2 separate regions of the Sus scrofa genome follow, and region 1 is linked to region 2. A link is a contact called in public HiChIP or PLAC-seq data. All regions are on one chromosome and are shown on one strand. Each heading gives the region's core, a stretch centred on a gene start, on an enhancer-like site or on the middle of the called end of the contact. The rest is flanking DNA. Distances are from core to core; before and after follow the strand shown.

Region 1 (5,237 bases), core at 1,646-4,145, 110 kb before region 2:
TCCCAGCTCAGGGAGCCCTGGCTCTGGCCACATAATGCCTCCATCAGAGGTGAACTAAGGCACCTGCACGGCCATCAAGGAGGCCAACACTGAGAAGCACTACTGAGCTTGTGGGGGAAGAGAGAGGGAGTGGGGGCACCTCTAACTTGTAGCCATGATGCACATGGCGGGATGCTGAGCTTCGTGCAGGTCAGGAAAGGGAAAGAGTTGAATAGGGGAAGGTAAGTTTGTGATTGAAAGAACAACCACATCTTTATTTTTCTTTCATTTATTTTTTTGTCCTTTTAGGGCCATAACCACAGCATATGGAGGTTCCCAGGCTAGGGGTTGAATCGGAGCCATAGCAGCTGGCCTATGCCACAGCAAGACCAGATCCAAGCTCACAGCAACACCGGATCCTTAATCCACTGAGCAAGGCGAGGGATCAAACCTGCGTCCTCATGGTTGCTAGTCAGGTTCGTTACCACTGAGCCATGATGGGAACTCCAGTACAAACCTCTTTTTAAAGCAGGACCCTATTAACTGGAAGAATGAATATCCAGAATCCTGGCTGCTGCAGCAGCTATGGATAAACACACTCTGGGTCCCACAGGCAATTGGTGCTTGGCTGCCTTTCTTGTCAGGACTCCAGGCCAATCAACTGAGGGGCACGGATGGAGATCTGCTGGCTCACTCTTCCTCGGAGCACAGAGACTCACAGCGACTTGAGAGATTATCTCATATAAGCCTCTCCCCTTGAATCACAAAAGCAGGAGAGCCCCCCTTGGGGAAGGGGCTTTCTGAGTTCAGGCAGCATATTTGAGCACAGCTGGAGCTAGAATCCTAGGCAAGGTTTCTCTCCTGTGCCTTTGGGAGCGAACAGGACCAGGATCAGATAAAGACTCATTCCCCTACTCACCTGCCTTGCAAGTACAAGACCCATCCACAGGAGAGCACATGGCATCATTTTTACAGCCGCAGAGAGAAGAACAGTTTACCCCATAGGTTCCCAGAGAGCATGGAGTAGAGCAGTCGATTCCCTAGACAGGCACAAATGGGAAAATGCATGCGCGCTTACCACTTGAAATCAGGCCAACACAAATAAACAAAAATATATCTTGGCCATGCTAATTACACTCCCTCTCTAATTTTAACACATTGTATTTTCAAGAGCTGTTATAATGTCAACACTATACTAATTTTACAGATTCAAGGGCAAGTCTAGCAGGCCTATATTTAGGAGAGAGTATTGAATGAGATCCCAAAGAGCCTGCCTTCATCAGTTTTCCTTCAAGGCAACCATAAAACCTTCTGTCCTTACTCAGACCACTAGATATTGAACAATAAACCATAGCTGTAAAGTTACTGTCGATAAATAAATAAACATAAATGTGAACTATACATTAAACCCTAGCCTTCTTTGTATAATATGCAGTATGATTAGTGGGTGAGGCAAAGGAACAGAACACACTCAGCCAGCAGCATGATTCGATTTATTATCTGACAGGGAGCGTTAAACCTAGAAGTTGGTTACCAAAGGTGACTGGAGGTTACCTCCTTTAAAAACAGCAGGGACTCTTAAGACAAGGCTAATTCAAGGGCTCAGCTGAAGACCTGTGATACGGGTTAGAAAACCCTGTAAAGATCTCAGCTCTGAGACTTTATGGCCCACTTGTTCTATAGTATGTGCTCTGGAAGAACCATCAACGTTCCTGACAGTTTAATGTTCTCTTTAAAATGGGAGAAAATAAATCAACAACAACACATTTTCCCTTAAAACAAAAATTCCTAATCTGCACCTAAAAAATTTGGGGAGCTAGGCAAAAATTCTGCTCTCCCAGCTTACAGACACATTTGTAAGGTAGAGATTCTCAAAGGGACTGAAAAATTTACATACTACTAATCACTGGATGTAAATACATAATAAATGATAACTTTATATAGCATGTGCCTTCAAATTGCATGGAATTAAAACAGAAACTGTTGACAATAATCCATAACCTACTTGGAAAAGTAATTTTTTGTTGCCTATAAAACAGGATAAAATAATTGTATCAGGAATAATTAAAACACATCCTACTTCATGACCTACATTAATTAGATTTTTAAATATTAACACCACTTTATAGTTTCAGCAGCTTGCCTGGTCACCATTCTAAGGTAATTACTTATATCGCTTATCATTACTTTTCTCTTTATTTTCTTTCCTCTTAGTGATGTGATTGACTTTTAGCACGGTCATTGTACTTCAGAAAAGGTCACATAAACCATGGCATCGATGTGCTCCAAGTTATACCTCCATCTTCTCCTTCCAGAGCCCAAGTCACTCACTTTGAATCCTGGGGCACAGGTGCACTTTCCTGTCACACTGTCACAGTCAGCCCCATTTTGGCAGCTGCAGATCTGTTGGCAGGCTTCCCCGTAGAATCCAGGAGAACATGTCTCATTACAGTAGAGGCCCGACCAGCCTGGCTTGCAGGCACACTCTCCAGACATAGGGTGACAGCTGAGAGACATGGATGAAAGACGCAAGTCACTCTCGGGTAAACATGACACCCAAGGCCTGTGCAAATGGTGCTTTAGCCATGATCACTAAATGTGTGGGTAATTCCATGCACAATCATTTAAACTTCATTCCCAGACTTGGTATGATTGACTTAATTGGCTGAAACTGGATTGGCACCATAGATACGTTGTATGAAATCAGCATCATGCTCTAACAGGATGACTCTCACAACTGTGTCCTTTTGGCCAAGACTCATTTTAATTTTTGTAAAGCGAAAGCATTCATTTGGTAAGAGATCAATTCGATGAGAATATCTAAAGAACGCCATCCAGTCAACAACAGCGAGTCACTTAACCAGGATGACGCCCAAGGGGCTCTAGAAGCAGTGTCCTTTTCAGCCTGTTTCTTCTCTCAGTGCCCCATACCTGGTGGTGGAACAGCTGTCTCTACCTGAAACAGCAGCCACATTGATGGGCTAGGCAGCCAGCTGTCGCTCCATAGCAAATGGACACATCAGCTGCGCTAAGAGGCACGTGTTTGCGTGGCTCACACAACAGAGTGCTCTGTATCACTCAAAACACATGTGCTTCTTGCCAAAGGAAAATCTGAACAATCAAACTCGCTCTGCTCACAACTGCAAGACTGCTGAAGATGATCTTCCTCCCCTGATGGAGATAAAACCCTCCCCAACTCGGGCCAACAACAAAACCCACTGTCTCATCTAGACATTTGCTAAGTGACCTCGCACCAGGACTATCTGTAGATTGTCTGCAGAGAGCTGTGATGTGGAAGGAATGGAGACTGGGGCCATAAATCCCAGTTCTCTCAATACTTGGTTAACATTAGTGAAAGCACATAACCTCCCTGTGCTTAACGTCCTAATCCATCAAGTGACAACAGCCACACCCCATAATCTCATGTCCTACCTATCTTTTTCTTAAAACATTTGTGGGTTGGATCATTGGTTACTCATTTTTAGAAAATTATTTAAATATACTTTTGGGCCTGTGCTGTAACTAAGAGCCCAGAAGCAAAGCCCTGAGCATCTGTTACAAGCATTACTCAGGAAATACAGCATGAAGAAATACCTAAGCACAACATATTTAGGATGGTTTCTTGCATATAGAAGGTTTGGATTCCTAAGACAAAGGTTTGAATTCTCAGATCTTCTTCTATCTACTTGGATCTACTTATTTGCTCTTTATCCTTGGGCAAAATACCTGGCATCTCCATGGCACCTCAAACTTAACACATCAAAAATGGAGCCTAGGTATAACCACTGTGGAGAACAGTATGGGGTTCCTGAACGAACTAAAAACAGAATAACCAAATCATCCAATAAGCCCATTCCTGGGCATATATCCAAAGAAAACCACAATTTGAAAAGATACATGCACCCCAATGTCCACTGAGGCATTATTTACAATAGCCAAGACAGAGAAGCCACCTAAATATCCAATGACAGAAGAATGGATAAAGAAGATGTGGTACATATACACAATAAATATTACTCAGCCATAAAATGGAATGAAATAATGTCACTTGCAGCAACATGGATGGACCTAGAGATTATTATACTAAGTGAAGTAAGTCAGAGAAAGACAAACATCATATGATAGTGTTTATGTGGGGAATATAAAAAAACCAACAAAAACGATACAAATGAGCTTATACACAAAACAGAAATAGACCCACAGACACAGAAAACAAACTTAAGTTACCAAAGGAGAAAGGAGGAGAGGAGGGACAAATTAGAAGGCTGGGATTAAGATATATACACAACTATACATAAAATAAATAACCAACAAGGACCTACTGTATAGCACAGGGAACTATACTCAATATTTTGTAATAAACTTTATAGGAAAAGAATCTGAAAAAAAATAGATATATATGCATATATACTGAGTCACTTTGCTGTACACCTGAAACTAATACAACATTGTAAACGAACCACCACCAAAAATCCTTCAGAAAACCAGAGCCCCTGTTCTTCCCCACTTCATTCCCCACTCAGTGTTTTCTCTCAATTACTTCCCATGGAAGCAATGGCACCACCAGCCACTCAGCTAAAACCTCACAGTTAGTTGTTCATGATAACTCCTTCTCTCTCATCTCCCAGGGTGACTTTATCACTAGGACCTAACCCCGAGTCTATCCACATCTCTTCATCTCAATGTCACCATCCATGCCAAGGCAAGATCATCTGTCTCCGAAACTCCAGAAAAGCCTTCCAACTTTCCTTCCACTCAGGCCTTGTCACCTAAAAGCTAGATCATTTCCTTAATACTCTTCAAAAGCTCTCTTTGAAGCCTACATTCGGAATAAAATCTATATTGCTTAATACAGCTTAAATGAATACAATTCATTGCCTAAGCCAGGACGTTTTTAAGAGTGAAGAGGGAATTACTAATAATTACATGAGGAAAATGGCCTAAACCAAAGAGTTCCTGTGACTGTGATGTCCCTAAGTACAGCCTACAGGGCTGCATCATTTAAAACCTTTTCTTTCATAGTTATTCTTTCTCCTTTATTACCCCTCCCCACTTTTTAGGGCTTCATTCGTGTCTAGAAGGGGAGACTGGATTGGAACAGTGTCGTCGTTTTTTTTTTTTTTCTCTTTCTTTCTTTTTAGGGCCACACCTGTGGCACATGGAGGTTCCCATGCTAGGGGTCAAATCGGAGCTATAGCTGCAAGCCTACGCCACAGACAGAGCAACACAGGATCCAAGCTGCATCTCATGGCAATACT
Region 2 (4,819 bases), core at 878-3,377:
TTGAGGCTCTCTTCCAACTAAGCCTTTCCCTCTCTCTCCCTTTTCTCTTTTTCCACAATGAGCCTTTGTGATCTCTTGAGAAGAGAGATGGTAGAGCACGGCGAGAGTGAAATCAACCAATTCTGAAATTATATAAAGTCCATTGCCGAATAAGAAAAAAGAGCTATTTCAAAGCAAAATTCCTTCAAAAGATAAAATTACACAAGTAATGGGTTTTGTGGTATTACAGACAAAGGAGCTATATGTTAAAATATCTCAAAGCAATTTGGCAATGATTTTTTGGCGATGATACCAAAAGCACAAACAACAAAAGAAAAACCAGAGACATCAGACTTCGTAAAAATTAAAAACTTGGATGCATCAAAGGTCACTGTCAACAGAGTGAAAAGGCTACCCACGCAATGGGAGAAAATATTTGTGAATCATATATCTGATAAGGGACCCATATCCAGAACATTAAAAAAACAAAAAATCCTACAACTCAGCAACAATAAAATAAACAACCTGGTTAAATATGGGCAAAAAACTTAAAGATATACTATTGGTCAATATGCACAGGAAAACACATTCAACATCACTAATCAAAAAAGCAAATCAAAACCCACAATGAGATAAGATATCCCTGCACGGGAGTTCTCGTTGTGGCTCATCAATAATGAACCCGACTAGTATCCATGAGGACGCAGATTCAATCCTTGGCCTCCCTCAGTGGGCTGAGGATCCGGTGTGGCCTTGAGCTGTGGTGTAGGTCGCAGATGTGGTTCAGATCCTGCGTGACTGTGGCTGTGGTATAGGCCTGCAGGTGCAGCTCTGATTGGACCCCTAGACTGGGAACCTCCATATGCCTCGAGTGCGGCCCTAAAAAAACAAACAAAAACCAAAAAAAAAAAAAAAAAAAAAAAAAGAGAGAGCGAGAGATCTAGAAGTAAGCTAAGTTCTAAGGAGTAAGTAGCAAATGTCTGCCCAAGAGGTAGGGACTTTTTGTTTGCTTTTTTTTTTTTTTTTTTTTTTTTCCTTGTCTTTTTTAGGGCTGTTCCCAGGGCATATGGAGGTTCCCAGACTAGGGGTCTAATCGGAGCTGTAGCCGCTGGCCTGTACCACAGCCACAGCAACACTGGATCCAAGCGGCATCTGCAACCTACACCACAGCTCACGGCAATACCAGATCCTTAACCCACTGAGCAAGGCCAGGGATCGAACCCACAACCTCATGGTTCCTAGTCAGATTCGTTAACCACTGAGCCATGATGGGAACTCCTTGTTTGCTTCTTTTTATCACCTGTCTGCATAAGCAAAACACACATTCACTCATTCTTCCATGGATCTTGAGACCCATAAGCTGGTTGCTAGAACTCAAGGGTAGAAGGAGAGAAACTTCAGCAAACAATAACAACAGGGCATTCTGTGTCAGCCCAGTACCCCTGCAGCCTCTTCTGCAGGATCTGAGCGGAGGGGGACCAGAATGTCACCTCTGTGCCCACCCAGAGAGCTCTAAAACAGATCACAATTCCTCCAGAACCCACAAACCGAAGCCAAAATAGACCATTTAGCTCTCTCTCGACTTTAAGCAACCGGAAACCAAAGGGCATCCAACACGGTGAAGCCGCCATGCCTTTCAGAGTCCCAGCTCTGCCCCACGTCCACCCGAATTCAAAACTCCAATTGGCTGGTTTAACGTAGAATATGAACAGACTTAGGGAAGTGGGCCTGTGTGTGCTTTTGCTCTGTGAAGTGCTACGGAATGCGAGCTTTGGGAGTAACTTGCCTACCTCGATTTCAATTCTAAATTTCTCAACTTGGATTTTTCTGGCTCAAAACAAAGTAGCTTTGCTTTGGGGTTCTGTTCTCCCCGCCCCCCTCTCCTCTAAGGACTTAAGAAGTAAGATGACACAAAACAATGCCTTTTTGAGGGTAGAATGCAGAGCTCAATCCCTTCTGGCAGGTACTCCTACAGACCAGTTGTTATTTATAATACCTATAAGGGAGAAAAGAGATTAAAAGATCAAGCCCCGCTGCACTTCCCTACAAAGCCGGCCACAGCTGTACCAGGGCTTTGGAGCAACTGGTCCGCGAGGAGACAGCGAGCCTTCTGTTGTCCTGTGGGGTCTGCTCAGGTCACTGCATGTGGCGTGGATTAGAGGGTCCTGGTTCTCTGTTACCCAGAGGGCCAGGACTGGGCTTTCCAGGCCACTCTCCCGAACTGGGGCTTTGTGCCATCACCTGGCACTCTTTCCAGGGTCTCTTGGGGGAACAGCAGGCGCTATCAGGCTTCAAATGCTAACAATTTCTTTTTAAAATTTGCGTATAAATTTTTTAAAAAGAGAGAGAGCAATTCATTTTCACCCTTTTTCCTGAAGATCTGTCCTAATGAAGTGAAAGAAAACATATCCATCATGAACGGAAGAAGGGAGTTGAGACTTGGTCTGGAGTTGGCTCCAAATGGGGACTGAGCTACAGTTGCGCTTTAAGTTCCATGTGTCGGAGCCAGGCTGCAACATAACCAGGAGCCACCGCAGAGGAAGAGCCCCAAGGAAAGCAGCTGTCTCCAAACTCAGCCTCGGCTTTTCCAGGGCAGAGAAGGCAGAGGAGGAGCCAATTCTTCAAGTCACACTGTTGTGCTCCCTCCATTTGGTATCGAGATCTGTTGCCACCGTGCAGCTCTGGTTCCGCTGGGGGTGCTGCCAGTGAGGAGCCTTCAGCTCTCCTGGTCTCACCTGCCCACTCAGCCACACCCTACACTCCAGACACCCCCAGAGGCTTCCCTATCAAGTTCATGGGGTTGGGAGTTCCTGCTGTGGCAGAGTGGGTTAAGAACACGACTGCAGTGGCTCCTATCCCTGTGGATGGGCAAGTTTGATCTGCATTCCTACCCAGTGGGTTAAAGGATTCAGCATTTGCCACAGCCCTGTGTAGTTGCAGCTGCCGTTTGGATTCAATCCCTGGCCCAGAAACTCCATACGCTGTGGGTGCAGCCATTAAAAAAAAAGACAAAGGTTATACACACACACACACACACACACACACACAAAGGTTCAAGAGGTTGCAAACAGCTTTTTTTCTTTTCTTTTTAGGGCCTCACCTATAGCATATAGAAGTTTCCAGACCAGGGGTCAAAACGGAGCTGCAGCCACAGGCCTACACCACAGCCATGTGTCTGTGACCTATGCCACTTGCAGTAACGCTTGATCCTTGACCCACCAAGGGAGGCTAGGGTTTGAACCGGAATCCTCATGGACTCTGTGTCAGGTTCTTAACCTGCTGAGCCACAAGAAGAACTTCACAAAGAGCCTTTTTGACCTTTTCATCTCAAATCAGAAATCAGGCACAGAAGAGATTTATGATACCTACAATAAAACGGTGGCAAATTGAGATCTCAAGTCGAGAGCTTTTGGCTCCAGATGCACTGCTCACCCCATCAGCCTGGACTTCCTCGTCGAGCTCTAGGGGGACACTATGCCCCTTCACTCTAGAAGCATTTATTTGTTTCACACAAGGCCACTGACCTTGAGATTTAGGGACAATGACCTAGAGATTGACATCACTGTTAATGCTTTTCATTGGCACCAAGACAAGAAAACACACACACACACACAAATCGCTTCGAAGTGTTACAATTCTAAAAGTGGGCAGCTACACTCATGAGAAATGGTGGAATTTCAAACTTGGGTGATTTCACCACCTCCCACAACTCAGCATAAAGTACATCTAAGGTAAAACTTGAGCCAAGCCAATGAAGCGAGACTCCCCCAAAGTTAATCTCTCCTTAAGTAATTTTGCTTCATCTGGACTTCTTTCCTCTAACCATGGGGTCCCTGCTGAGCCTTCAACAATGATTCCGAGGCCTGACACTGACCGCCTGCAGGCGTCTTCACTTTCCCTCGCTGCTCAGCTGCCAACAACCCCTGGGCCACAAAGAAAGGGTGGGACGGTCCCTGCCCAGGGCTTTTTCTTTGTGGGCACAGTGGCCAGAGGCAGGCAGAGGTCATCTCCTCACGTCTCAGGGAGCACACCAGGCAAGACACTGCACTGTGGTCCCCAGTACACATTGAAGAGCTTTGCTCTGCCTGGGGTCTTACTTGTGATACATCCAAGTCCTAGACAGAGACTGGGAAGCTGCTTTTGTTTTCAAGAACTGGGTTCTTAGAACGTGGTGACAAAACTTGCCTGGCTTCCAAAGCCCTGTAGTTACTGACTGACACTTTGTTCCGAAATCCTGCCTGTCGGGCCGTGGTTGCCATCCTCCTCAGCAGTGGAGCCTGACACACTCACCATCAAAGCAAACAGACAGGGCATGCTGGCCACCATGCAAACGGGTCTCCCTTCTGTGCCAGCAAATGAATCCACAGGCCACTGGGGCCCTAATGACATGGCCTCGTTTTCACAAAGGGAACAACCCGGCCAAGAAATGAAAGATGCTTTTCTGAACGCTCCAACTAGATGAGCGTTTCCTTAGAGCAAGCTAATAAGAAATCCTTCATCCATGGAGAGAGTTAACATCTCTGTCTGCCGCAGCTGAACTCTGTACATTCAGAAAGAGCAGCGTTTTGTCCTTCCAGGAGAGGGCCACATATAAGCGTACACTTAAAATTCTAAAAGCAAATATAGGGGACCACTTTCAGAAGCTCTCTGGATTTCATCACAACACAATACCCTCAATCAAAGAAAATCATGCTGGAAGGTGACACCTGGACCTAGAGGGCTAGCTTATAGGATGACAAGCTGGAGCATAAACGTTAAACCCCACAGCAGTGATGGGCTGTGGGGAGGTCCTCCGAACAGTCCCCAGGGGCTGCACAAACAAAACTACAAAGCATCATTT

What was found. HiChIP or PLAC-seq counts read pairs in DNA pulled down with a chosen protein or histone mark.
Region 1: an H3K27ac HiChIP or PLAC-seq map of skeletal muscle shows a contact between it and region 2. The contact joins two enhancer-like sites. A contact is called at or near these places in 4 of 47 Hi-C or Micro-C datasets (embryonic fibroblasts, epiblast stem cells, fetal skeletal muscle and 1 more) and 1 of 2 datasets of contacts at active chromatin or transcription factors (skeletal muscle).

What each region holds. Positions count from the first base shown.
Region 1 is chr2:130,355,104-130,360,340 of Sscrofa11.1, reverse strand. MEGF10 (multiple epidermal growth factor-like domains protein 10) reads right to left here. Exons shown (of 27, transcript XM_021084704.1): 11 at 2,311-2,485; 12 at 899-1,019. Among named protein-coding and RNA genes, the nearest start is that of PRRC1, 86 kb to the left of the region's middle. Within about 2 kb of position 2,895, at least 4 of the 83 cell types and tissues checked have an H3K27ac peak or open chromatin away from gene starts, as enhancers often do. A contact at or near this core is called in fetal skeletal muscle and skeletal muscle, where this site is marked.
Region 2 is chr2:130,241,754-130,246,572 of Sscrofa11.1, reverse strand. The region is part of intron 1 of MEGF10 (multiple epidermal growth factor-like domains protein 10); the gene reads right to left. Among named protein-coding and RNA genes, the nearest start is that of MEGF10, 18 kb to the right of the region's middle. Within about 2 kb of position 2,127, at least 6 of the 83 cell types and tissues checked have an H3K27ac peak or open chromatin away from gene starts, as enhancers often do. A contact at or near this core is called in fetal skeletal muscle and skeletal muscle, where this site is marked.